Regions from separate parts of the Zea mays genome. Here region 1 is linked to region 2. The links are chromatin contacts, called in public Hi-C maps. All regions are on one chromosome and are shown on one strand. Each heading gives the region's core, a stretch centred on a gene start, on an enhancer-like site or on the middle of the called end of the contact. The rest is flanking DNA. Distances are from core to core; before and after follow the strand shown. Region 1 holds the start of LOC100279865 (Internal alternative NAD(P)H-ubiquinone oxidoreductase A1 mitochondrial). Region 2 holds the start of LOC100284707 (elongation factor 1-alpha).

The links. A called contact is a pair of places that touch in the nucleus more often than the background predicts.
Region 1: a contact with region 2 is called in a Hi-C map of tassel, with 2.7 times the contacts expected there. The contact joins the promoter of LOC100279865 here to the promoter of LOC100284707 in region 2. A contact is called at or near these places in 3 of 25 Hi-C or Micro-C datasets (ear, leaf and tassel).

What each region holds. Positions count from the first base shown.
Region 1 is chr7:166,950,146-166,956,097 of Zm-B73-REFERENCE-NAM-5.0, forward strand. LOC100279865 (Internal alternative NAD(P)H-ubiquinone oxidoreductase A1 mitochondrial) reads left to right here and starts at 1,641. Exons shown (of 6, transcript NM_001367332.1): 1 at 1,641-1,825; 2 at 2,447-3,342; 3 at 3,494-3,654; 4 at 3,753-3,818; 5 at 3,928-4,386; 6 at 4,493-4,858. The coding sequence starts at 2,511. The coding sequence ends at 4,648. It overlaps LOC100303986 (SC3 protein), which reads right to left. Exons shown (of 13, transcript NM_001165524.2): 13 at 5,485-5,952. The coding sequence ends at 5,941.
Region 2 is chr7:166,651,916-166,657,994 of Zm-B73-REFERENCE-NAM-5.0, forward strand. LOC100284707 (elongation factor 1-alpha) reads left to right here and starts at 2,709. Exons shown (of 3, transcript NM_001323371.1): 1 at 2,709-2,778; 2 at 3,738-4,225; 3 at 4,365-5,448. The coding sequence starts at 3,764. The coding sequence ends at 5,246. LOC100383275 (Sphingosine kinase 1) reads left to right here. Exons shown (of 10, transcript NM_001361983.1): 9 at 13-135; 10 at 241-803. The coding sequence ends at 444.

The DNA of each region.
Region 1 (5,952 bases), core at 391-2,890, 300 kb after region 2:
AACGATGTTTGTGCTCCCTCATGATCCAGTCCTCTGTGCGGTTCTGATTTTCTTTACGAAGCTCATCCAGGTGTTCCTCTATGTAAGGCTCGGCTATCGTGAGATGTTGTAGTACACTACCATGAGCACAATGTACTAGCTTGTAATCCTCAATGTACCATGCAGTACCCGGCGGCCAGCGGCGCAGCAGTTAACAAAACGATCAATGAGCTAGATGGACTGTATTGGGTACGTATAAGGAGTTGTTGGAGTAGTGTATGTTTTTTGGGCTTTTAGACTTTTGAGAGGAGTCCGATATAAAGATATTGAGAGTAGAAATCTTAGGAACTGTTGGAGATGCTCTTAGGGTGTACCTAGAATGCATGCAAAGAAAGTATAGAGAAGAGGGAAGTAGAACCTCATAAAATGACATGTAAAGACTACACACACCCTCACATGACCCCTATAGTGCTCTTGCTCTAATGTAATCTTGAAATTGTCCTCATCTCATAAAACCCCATTAATCTCTCTAAACTTACTCACCGTAATCTACCTCTGCCTACACTTACGCAGGTGGTTGTAGACTTGTGCGCTAGCCACCTCATGCCACTAAACTCTTGAAGAGACTTAGCGATCTAGTTTAGATGAACCTCTTTGAAACCTTTGTCAGTCCTAGCACTAGTGAATATCAACTTGCACATATGCCTTAGGACAAAGGAGGACGTCACACATGTCCACCTCATAGCTCTTTGCTTCCTAGCAACAGGAGCAACAGGTGTCTCAACAACATCAACCTCATCTACCTCAACATGCACTACCTTATCAGCCATCTCCTAATGTAAATGGCCATTTCAGTAAAGAACATAAAACCAAAATTTGATAAAACAAGAGGACATCAAGGCATAGGGTCTAATTGGTTGCCTAGCATATCTCTATATTTAGAGAAGACTTTAGAATATATTATTAATTCTTTATATTTAAAGTAGGTGAGCATATATAGCGTTCATCGCAGACAAGTTAAGGCTGCATCCAACGTCTCCCCATTTGCTCCCCCTCTATTCAGTTGCCGAATAGGCCTAACGTTCCCCATGGCCCCTTTCTTTTGCAGGAGATAAAGAAAATCCCCTCTATAGAGGGGCTCTAATCTTCTCTTTTCGTTCATCAGTGTTTTATCGGTAAAACTAATATTTTTTCAAGTTTAATTACCTAATAATAATATGTATTACGATTCTACAGACATTGCAGTAATTTTTTTTGAACTCCAAAAACGCATGTTTAAAAGCCAAACAGCTTAGTTAAAATGTATATGAAGACCTAATAGGGAGAATGGTTGAGATAAAGTGAAGGCGGAGGAAGAAGAAGATATTTAAATATGAATAGAAGGTATGAATATAAGGATTTATGAGGAGAAATTGTTAAATTTATTCTAAGATGTTTCAAGAAGAACGTGTATAAGGGAGTGTACTGGAGATTGCGAGGGGTTCCAGCGGGCAGCGGCTACCGCGCATAGAGACCCGGGCAGACGAGAGGGCTTGTGGGGTCCCGGTCGATTTCTTCTTCTTGCTACGCAAGTCGAGGTCTCCCCGCCGCGACCGCGAGATCCCCCTCCGGCAAGTCAGGAAATAAAATAAAGTGAGGCAGCAACACGAGCACGGGCCGTGGCTCAATATCTCCAGATTTTCCCGAAACCCTTGTCCCATTTCCTTCCATATTATTTACATATACCCTCTGTCCTTGTCGCGGCGATGCTCTGTTGGTAATCTTGGAGGCGATCGATGTCGACAGGCCGTGACGTCGTCCGATGATTCTCCCTCTCCCTCGTCGCCTTCGTTGTCATCTTCGCACGGTAATCCTTCGAAAACTTTACCCGCGTTTGTGTGCGTTCTGGAACGGCCATCCACGAAAGCTGGGGCTCTTGGGTTGTACGCGCGGGCTGAGAGGGAACTGGGATGTGGAACCATGAACGAAATTCCATGGCGGGCAGCGGCGGGCACAACGCGCCATCGACCGCGGCCGGGTTTTTTTTTCCTGGTTACGTTGTAATGTTCCGCTTGTTTTCCATGCGCGTGGGCGCGTGGCTACGGATGAGTTCATCCGTATATATTCCTCCTGCACGACGTGGTACATGCGCGGGTTCTGATTTGCCTACGGGCTTTTGTTCTTCTCTCCGGCAAAGCAAATTTTTCTGGGGAAACAATTTGAGACTGCTTTTACTTGGAGTACAAGTCGTAGATGCACACACAGTTCGTCAGTTCCAAATTCCTGGGCTGGTCAATATCAGCGTACTAACCACATGCCCAATTTTTTTCTTAGCACCGAAACTTCTCCCAGGGAAAATGCGCATGGAAACAAAGCCAAGTCGCAGTCGTCATGTCCTTTTTGCTGTGCTTGCGTTGTCTACAGACACACAGACATATATATTTTCGTGCAGATTTGTCATCAGTTATGCACACACTCCTGAATGCAGTTCGTTTGGTTGGACACTTGGACTTCCCTCGCACGCTTGAAGGTTGAAGCAGCTGCTCCCGCAGATGGCGGCGGTGTGGTCTAGGATCGGGAGGGGAGCGCAGCTGTCGCTGTCGCTGTCCCTGTCGAGGACCTTCTACGACGGCGCGTCGGCGGCTTCCACGCTGCGCAGTGCTGCCGCGCTGTCCCGCGCCCGGGGCCAGCACGCGTCGTCGCTCCACAGCCTCGCGGGAAGGTCCGCCGGCCACCTCCTCCAGCCGCCGAGCAGGGGCATCGTGACCACGCCCGCGAGGCTTCACCCGGCGTCGTCCGCGGCAGTGGTGGCAGAGCTCTCGGACGCGGAGGCGAGGGAGTCCGAGGCCGTGGCGGCGCCGCCTCGCCAGATGCCGAGCCTCGGCCCGACGCGGCCCGGGGAGAAGCCCCGCGTCGTGGTGCTGGGCACCGGGTGGGCGGCGTGCCGGCTGCTCAAGGACGTGGACACGCGCGCCTACGACGTCGTGTGCGTGTCCCCCCGGAACCACATGGTGTTCACGCCGCTGCTGGCGTCCACGTGCGTCGGCACGCTCGAGTTCCGCTCCGTCGTCGAGCCCGTCAGCCGCATCCAGTCGGCGCTCGCCACCCGCCCCGGCTCCTACTTCTTCCTCGCCTCCTGCACCGGCGTCGACACCAAGGCGCACGAGGTGTACTGCGAGGCCGCGTCCAGCGACGGACAGCTGCCCTGCCACCCGTACCGGTTCAAGGTCGCCTACGACAAGCTGGTGATCGCGAGCGGCGCCGAGCCGCTCACCTTCAACATCAAGGGTGTCCAGGAGCATGCCATCTTCCTCCGCGAGGTGAGCCACGCGCAGGAGATCCGCAGGAAGCTGCTCGCTAATCTCATGCTGGCCGAGAATCCAGGTAACAACAGAACATCGGTTCACTTACACACCTCTCTTGCGGTCAAATACGTCAACCATTAGTTACTACGCGCATTATATATTGATCTTTTTTTAGTTAGCACGCATTGCAAAGCTCGACTGTGATTGTAACCAAGCATTGTGCTCCCTAGGCTTGTCTGCGGAAGAGAAGGAGCGGCTCCTGCACTGCGTGGTGGTCGGCGGAGGACCCACCGGCGTCGAGTTCAGCGGCGAGCTCAGCGACTTCATCACACGCGACGTGCGCCAGAGGTACGCGCACGTCAAGGACTACGTCAAGATCACCCTCATCGAGGTACGTATACGTACTCGGAGCACCCTAGCTCATCGACTCGATTTACTGAACAGTGAAGAAGTCTCCGCTCATCGCTTCGTTTATGACCGTTCTTCCAGGCAAACGAAATCTTGTCATCGTTCGATATCGGACTGCGGCAGTACGCGACGAATCACCTGTCAAAGGTAACACAGGCTTCTTTCTGTGAGGACACTGAAGTACAACATTCTCGCAAATGGAGATCAATTTTAATGTGATCGCATGGCTTAATCTTTCGTGCTGCATCTTTGGCAGTATGGAGTTAATCTGGTGCGAGGCATTGTGAAGGAGGTGAAGGCCACGGAGATCACCCTGAGCGATGGCACCCGCGTGCCCTACGGCCTGCTGGTCTGGTCCACGGGCGTCGGCCCGTCGGAGTTCGTCAGGTCCCTGCACCTTCCCAAGTCCCCAGGCGGGAGGGTCGGCGTGGACGAGTGGCTCCGCGTGCCCACGGCGCCGGACGTGTTCGCGCTGGGCGACTGCGCGGGTTTCCTGGAGGGGACCGGCAAGCCGGTGCTCCCGGCGTTGGCCCAGGTCGCGGAGCGGGAGGGCCGGTACCTGGCGCGGCTGCTCGGGAGGATCGCGGCGCAGAACGGCGGCAAGGCGCACTGCGCCGGCAAGGCCGACCTCGGGGAGCCGTTCGTGTACAAGCACATCGGCAGCATGGCGTCCGTCGGCCGGTACAAGGCGCTCGTCGACCTCAGGGAGAACAAGGCACTGCCGCTGAGCCCTTCAATCTCCCCTCTGACTCACCAGTGCAACGCAAAATGTGGCATGAGATTAGTGCCGAGATTTGACAAGTCGGTTCTCGTACTTGCAGGATGCCAAGGGGGTGTCGATGGCTGGCTTCCTCAGCTGGCTGATGTGGCGGTCAGCGTACCTGACGCGGGTGGTGAGCTGGAGGAACAGGTTCTACGTGGCGGTGAACTGGGGAACGACGCTTGTGTTTGGCAGGGACAACACCAGGATTGGCTGACGACGTTTAGCAGCTTAAGCTGGTGTTCCTCTGGATAGTACCACGGGAACAAGAGACTGCCTGTCATTGTTGTTCTTTTGTTTGTAATTCAACACGTGCTGAGAGATTTCTATTGGCTTCCATACTCTCTCTCTCTCTATTGGTCAGATGAAGTCATGAAGTGCAGACTTGCAAATGTAAGTCACCAGTTTCTTTTTTAAAAAAAAGATTAAAGATATGATGCCGATGGAGCTTGTACAACAGACGAAAAATACATAGACATAGATGTTATCTCTCATATTTTCCTCCCCCGTCTCGCCTCTCTTTTCTTTCTCTGTCTATATTTAGCGCTCTTTTTTCCCTTCAGGGTAAATTAAAAATATACCATCTTAATTTTGAAAAGTTAAAAACTAGTTCATTTTTATGTCACTGCAAGACATCAAAATAAATGAACCATCTAATCTTGTAAAAGTGGAGCGATATATATACAGTCGGGTTAATTAGAATGGTAAGAACTATGTAAGCAAGCCTTAAATACAAGCGAGTCTTCTAGTTCGTTAGAACATGATTCAACCTTCGTTAGATCATGATTCAGATCATGATTCAACCGTATATATTTATAGTTTATTAGAGTTCTTTTATAAAGCTAGATAAACTAATGGTGGAAGGATTTTAGTGTTAAATATGATATATAGTTAGATCAAGATTTAACCAACGCTCGATTGCACCTTTACATGTAAGGTCTGCTTGCATAGTAGAAATGTACCGCTGCAATTTTTTTTAAAAGCTAAAAACTAGCTTATTTTCATACCACTCCATGACATCAAAATAAGCTAAGCATCTAATTTTGCAAAACCATTCCTTTTCAATTGAAGACGCACACGCTTCAAACACCGCATTCAAACAATACACGATCACGCATGATCATTTGCTGCCTTGCCAAATGCTTCCGCCAATATCACCACTGTATTATTGTTCCAACGAAGTACCAATAGCCGTTCAAAAGGAGTACAAATAGTTAACAGCACTGTACAACTTAACTAAACTTGATTCATAATCCATTCCACATTTCAACTAGCAAGAACAAAACGATTAAGTAAAGCTGTAAAAGCTGCACATTCCCCATTCTTGTTAGATCAGGACGGGGAGTGATATAATGTCACTTGTAACATCATGATAACCTACTGGCAGTTTGGTATCATAGTCAGCAACCAAGGAAGAAACATCTGCTTTTTGTTCGGTGCACAACCTATCCACCGGAAGTATGCGCTTGGGCCTAGGACTGTCATCACAAAAAAAATACCACACCACACTTAAAATGCGGC
Region 2 (6,079 bases), core at 1,459-3,958:
GTTGCCATGCAGTTTGCGGATGGCTACTTGGATGCTGCTATAATCAAGGACTGCCCGCGGTGGGATGTTCTGGGGCTCGTGCTCCAGATGAAGGACGGCGCCTACGTGAACTCGCCGTGCGTGGAGTATTTCAAGGTGCGTTGCTTCTTTAGTCCATGACCATGCGTTGTACTCGCCCTGTCCATGAATTCTGTCATCAAAGCATAACGAGGTGCGCTGGGCAACTCTGACGAACGGCAGGTGAAGGCGATCCGGATCGAGCCGGGCCTGCGCGTGGGCAGCAGCACCAAGGGCGGTATCATCGACTCGGACGGGGAGGTGCTCGCGAGGGGCGACGGGTCCCACTCCCGCGCCGGCGACGAGCCGGGGCACCTGATGGCGTACGGCCCGCCCATCCAGCTGACGGTGGACCAGGGGCTGGCCACCATCTTCTCCCCGAGATGACGATTCTTCTATCTGTTCTCCACCGCCTGCGAGGACTTTGCTTCGTTAGCCCTGCCATTTTCTCGAGTAGAACCATGTGACTCTATATGTAAATATTAGTCACACGGTCACACCCCACTCCAGTGGATGAGCGATGAGCCAAAACACAAGAGGGACAGATCCTTTATCTCCGTCAAGAGATTGTTTTCTTTTCACGGCCACAGCCCACATGGCCGCCGCTTTTAGTGTTAGCGTGAGAAAATGACAAGTGGGCTGTGGGCAGCTCCTATTCTTTTTTTCACCTTGTGTGTGTTGTTGATTGTCCCTTGACAAACAGTGGACTGTTTTCCTGCAAAATTGGTGTTTAATTAACCTGAAAAGCTTCCACTTGCATCTAAGTCTTGGCTTGGTAGTGCTCTGGTCTCTTGGTCCTCGTCGGAGCTCCTCCTTCTGTTCATCCTTGTCGGTTCTGTCGGAGCTCCTCCTTCTGTTCATCCTTGTCGGTTCGTCTCCGCATGAAGGTGTCCCTCCGTTCCTTTTTGTGGATCCTATAAAAGCTATCCTATAAAAGCTAGAGCCAAAGCTCCGCCAAGGGGTTCAAGTCTATATATAGAACAGATGTTTATATCGCTAAGTATATAAGTATCTCACAAACACTTTTTGTCTAAAATACCGTGTGTCCTTAAATATCAATATTATCTTAGGACTGTTCCTGAAAAGCCCTTAAAACTTGCTCGACGGAAATAACTATAAAGCGTGCTCACTAACTATCTTTATCTTTTTTAAAATAATTATAAAACATCTCTATATTTTTAGCCATTTCGAAAAATAGAAAACTAAAAGCTAAAAACGATCTAATGTGCTAAAAAGAAGATTGGACTACGCGAAAGCAGAGGAGCTTTGTCTAGATAATCAGTTTGAGGTTCCACCTTTTTGTTGGGGTTATGTTTCTTAAAAGTAGGAATAATGTTTAGGTGAGTTTGGTTTAGCTTTTTTTTGCACCTGTTCCTACTTTAAAAAGCACAAGCTGAATTAATTTTTCTGCAGCTATTTTGAAAAAATATTTTTTTCTATGGTACAAATATAAAAGCAGCTTGGGCATTGTGTTTGCTGATTATCCGAGCAAACCAAATATGGTTAAAAATAATTAAGTCGTTACAATGAATAAACTAAAATATTTTTAATAGAATATTAAAATTCAATTGTAAAATTGATTTATTTGTAAAAATATCAATAACACAAATGTAAAATCGATTATTTAGTTAGATATATTGATTAAGATATATAGCTAAACAAAATGCATATGAATAATATACAATATGTTTACTGTGGATAACTCATATCGGTTTAAATCAAACGACTTTTAACTTTTTTTTTTCTCACATCAATTTTCTTACAGCAGACATTACACATCAGCTTTCTCACAGTTTACATCTAAACCAAGCATACTTTAGAAGTTAAACTAAACACAATTTCAATTCCCGCTGAACACGACACACACACATATATATATATATATATATATATATATATATATATATATATATATATAAATCTAGCTATTACAAGAATTTGGATATCACGGATCTTGTATGTGGAGGAAGACAAAGGAGTCTACACGATCTTAATATTTAGGAAGCAACGGATTCTTCTTATCGGAACAATTTGGTGGATTATGTATTTATGTTGATTTGAATGATTTCTACAGAAACCTTTATTGTAGAAACATGCTTTAGGGGGTGTTTAAATGCACTAGAGCTAATAGTTAATTAGCTAAAAATATACTAGTAGAATTAGCTAGCTAACAAATAGTTAGCTAACTATTAGCTAATTTACTAAAAATAACTAATAGCTGAACTATTAGTTAGGATGTTTGATGTCTCTAACTAATTTTAGATACTAACTATTATCTCTAATGCATTCAACCACAACCGAAAAGTCCAGACAGAGATCGGTTCTGACAAGCAGAATCCCGCTAGCATCGTAGCAAAGTGCGCCATCCTTCATCACATGTTTTTTTGTTCTTCTGATATGAGAAAAAGGAAAGGAAGCGCCGTTTTTTCGAAAGAAAAGAAAACGATAAGGCACGGAGAACGAGTGACCGGCGCGTGAAGCAGCGGTGGTGGAGTGGGCCTAGGGCAGGGTAGCCGTCAAGGCAGGGCGTTCGTAGGCGCTACGAAAGCTCGAGGACTGTACTCGCTCGCAAACCCTAGCCGCCGGACCGGCCGGTGACCGTGCGGCGCTGAGGCGCGCGCTATATAAACAGAGCCATCCATTCCTCCCTTACCGTTCAGTCCCACCTCGACCGCCTCCTCTCCCCTCCCCCGGCTCTGTCTGTTGACTTACCCCGTCGAGGTAAGGCACTGGGTGCTTGAATTCACGGTTTTGATTCAGTTGTTACTATTCAGTTCTGTCTGAATTGTTTGATGCTCGATTCATTATTAGGCTTTCAAGTTCTGTAAATTGTTCCCTAGTTTTTGTCCTTCACGCATATATTACTAGGAGTGTTGCTCTTATGTCGCGCACCTAGCTAAGCTACCAATCGTTTTTCTTTCTTCCACTTTTATAATAAAGCAGATATACCAAATCAAATAGTTATACAGTATATATCATCGCATCGCCCACCTGATTAAATTCAAATTCAACTAAAATTGGTGCTCCCATCTTCTAACGGTGAAAACAGAGGGTCTCATCTCCTATCCTCTCGGGTGAGGCCGTGGGACCGGGCCTTGTGGTATACTGTAGTTGATATAATTCTGATATAGGTTCGAATCCTATTGGGTGCTTCAATTTAGTTTCGGCATCTCCTGTTTAATTCGCTCCACTGCCAGACTCACTCACATAGCCTGCTAGGCAATATCTGTCTGTGTATTCTTGGTTTAGATACATCATGTTTGCTTGCCTACTTATATTTATTAGCATGGCATCTTGTATAGCTTGGTTAATTAGTATATTATATTATTTGTTCCTGCTGCATCTATCTTTATGTATTCATTCGGCAGTTGTGTTGAATGCTCTGATTTGTCTTGCTCGGTTGCTTTTCATTGGTATGAATTACTAGTTACAGATGGGTGAACACTGACTGCACGGTCTCTGTTTTCTTGATGACTGACTATGTTGTCTTTGCTATTCTAAACAAAAGAACAATTAATCTACCAGTCTGCTTACGTACATATGTGTTTCTAATTTGATGTTAGTCAATGAATCGCCGCAACTGTTCTAAAAAAAATACCAACCTCTCAACTGCTAATTGTAGTATATCTTAACTTTTGCCTGACTGCGTGCTATATATATCCTTTTTTTTGTGAATACAGCTTTCTAGTCAGCTGCTCCCGTTGCCATGGGGAAGGAGAAGGTTCACATCAACATTGTGGTCATTGGCCATGTCGACTCCGGCAAGTCCACAACCACCGGCCACCTCATCTACAAGCTTGGAGGCATTGACAAGCGTGTCATCGAGAGGTTTGAGAAGGAGGCTGCCGAGATGAACAAGAGGTCCTTCAAGTACGCCTGGGTCCTTGACAAGCTCAAGGCCGAGCGCGAGAGGGGCATCACCATTGACATTGCCCTGTGGAAGTTTGAGACAACCAAGTACTACTGCACCGTGATTGATGCCCCTGGGCACCGTGACTTCATCAAGAACATGATCACCGGCACCTCCCAGGCTGATTGTGCGGTGCTCATCATTGACTCCACCACTGGTGGCTTCGAGGCTGGTATCTCCAAGGACGGCCAGACCCGTGAGCATGCGCTCCTTGCTTTCACTCTTGGTGTGAGGCAGATGATCTGCTGCTGCAACAAGGTACTTTTGAAAGTTCGATTGATGCTCTATGTTCCAGTACGCAATGAAAGCTAATGACTACTATCTGTTTGTCTGTACTGCATTATACTGCAATTTTATCTGTATATACTGCAAACTAAACGAACTATTGCTAAATCAGATGGATGCCACTACCCCCAAGTACTCCAAGGCTCGGTACGACGAGATCGTCAAGGAAGTGGGTTCCTACCTGAAGAAGGTGGGGTACAACCCGGACAAGATCCCCTTCGTGCCCATCTCTGGGTTCGAGGGTGACAACATGATCGAGAGGTCGACGAACCTGGACTGGTACAAGGGCCCCACCCTCCTTGAGGCGCTGGACCAGATCAACGAGCCCAAGCGGCCCTCGGACAAGCCCCTGCGGCTTCCTCTGCAGGACGTGTACAAGATCGGCGGCATCGGCACCGTCCCGGTGGGCCGCGTGGAAACTGGGCTCCTGAAGCCCGGCATGGTGGTCACCTTTGCGCCCACGGGCCTGACGACGGAGGTCAAGTCGGTGGAGATGCACCACGAGACGATGCAGGAGGCACTGCCCGGCGACAACGTCGGCTTCAACGTCAAGAACGTGGCGGTCAAGGACCTGAAGCGCGGCTACGTGGCCTCCAACTCCAAGGACGACCCCGCCAAGGAGGCTGCCAGCTTCACCGCGCAGGTGATCATCATGAACCACCCGGGGCAGATCGGCAACGGCTACGCCCCGGTGCTGGACTGCCACACGTCCCACATCGCCGTGAAGTTCTCGGAGCTGCTCACCAAGATTGACCGGCGGTCGGGCAAGGAGCTGGAGAGCGCCCCCAAGTTCCTCAAGAACGGTGACGCCGGCTTCGTCAAGATGATCCCCACGAAGCCCATGGTGGTGGAGACTTTCTCCGAGTATCCTCCACTGGGGCGCTTCGCGGTTCGCGACATGAGGCAGACGGTTGCGGTCGGCGTGATAAAGAGCGTGGAGAAGAAGGACCCAACGGGAGCCAAGGTGACCAAGGCGGCTGCCAAGAAGAAATGATGATGATTCTGCATGTAATCCATGGTTCCTGGTTTCTTTGCTGGTCGGAGTATTTTGTTGGGTGGTGCTAGTAGTAGTTAACAAAAGAATAATTTTCATGGGTTCATTGTGTAGGTTTGGACTGTTGTGTTCGTGATTGCGTACCACACTATATATATTGGGTTTTGCTTCTATAGTAATATTATCGATGACCATGATGCTATGAGGCTTGTCTACCCAGTCATGATTGCTTGCCTTTTGGCTAATAAACGGCCCAGCAGTCAAATTAAATTATAGAAGCATCTCCAACAATGACTTATGTCTTATCTCCCTCTAGAATGAGAGCATCTACAACAATAATTTATCTTCATGCCTCAAATTAAATTATAGAGCTCAAACTATAAAAAAATGCTCTAACGGTTCCCCATTTAAAAAAATGTTAAAAATATAGGTCAGGCTTACCCCTAATCTAGATCTAAATGAACGAACGTTTCACAAAATTTTCCGTTTTAAACGAACGAAGTAGATTAGCAGTGTCGGTACCCGTAACTGCGTACTCACTCCTATTGTGGCAAGGCAGAGATCAGCATGTTACTTCTGACCGCGTACTAAGGAACTAAGCAGTCGGACGGGTTCGGACCTATCTGACATGACTACTGGCCTTGGGACTCGCTCTTCGCTCGAGGACAAGTCTATTGTTGCCACATGTCCCAAGCGTGAAAATGCTCAGGAACTACTATCACAGGTCCGAAATCATGTAGGTGGGACCCCGAACCTCACATATGCTGTTCAGACCCTCATGGGTGGGTCCTAGACCTCCATGTTTACCATTTTTTGTTGATGTCATAAATTCT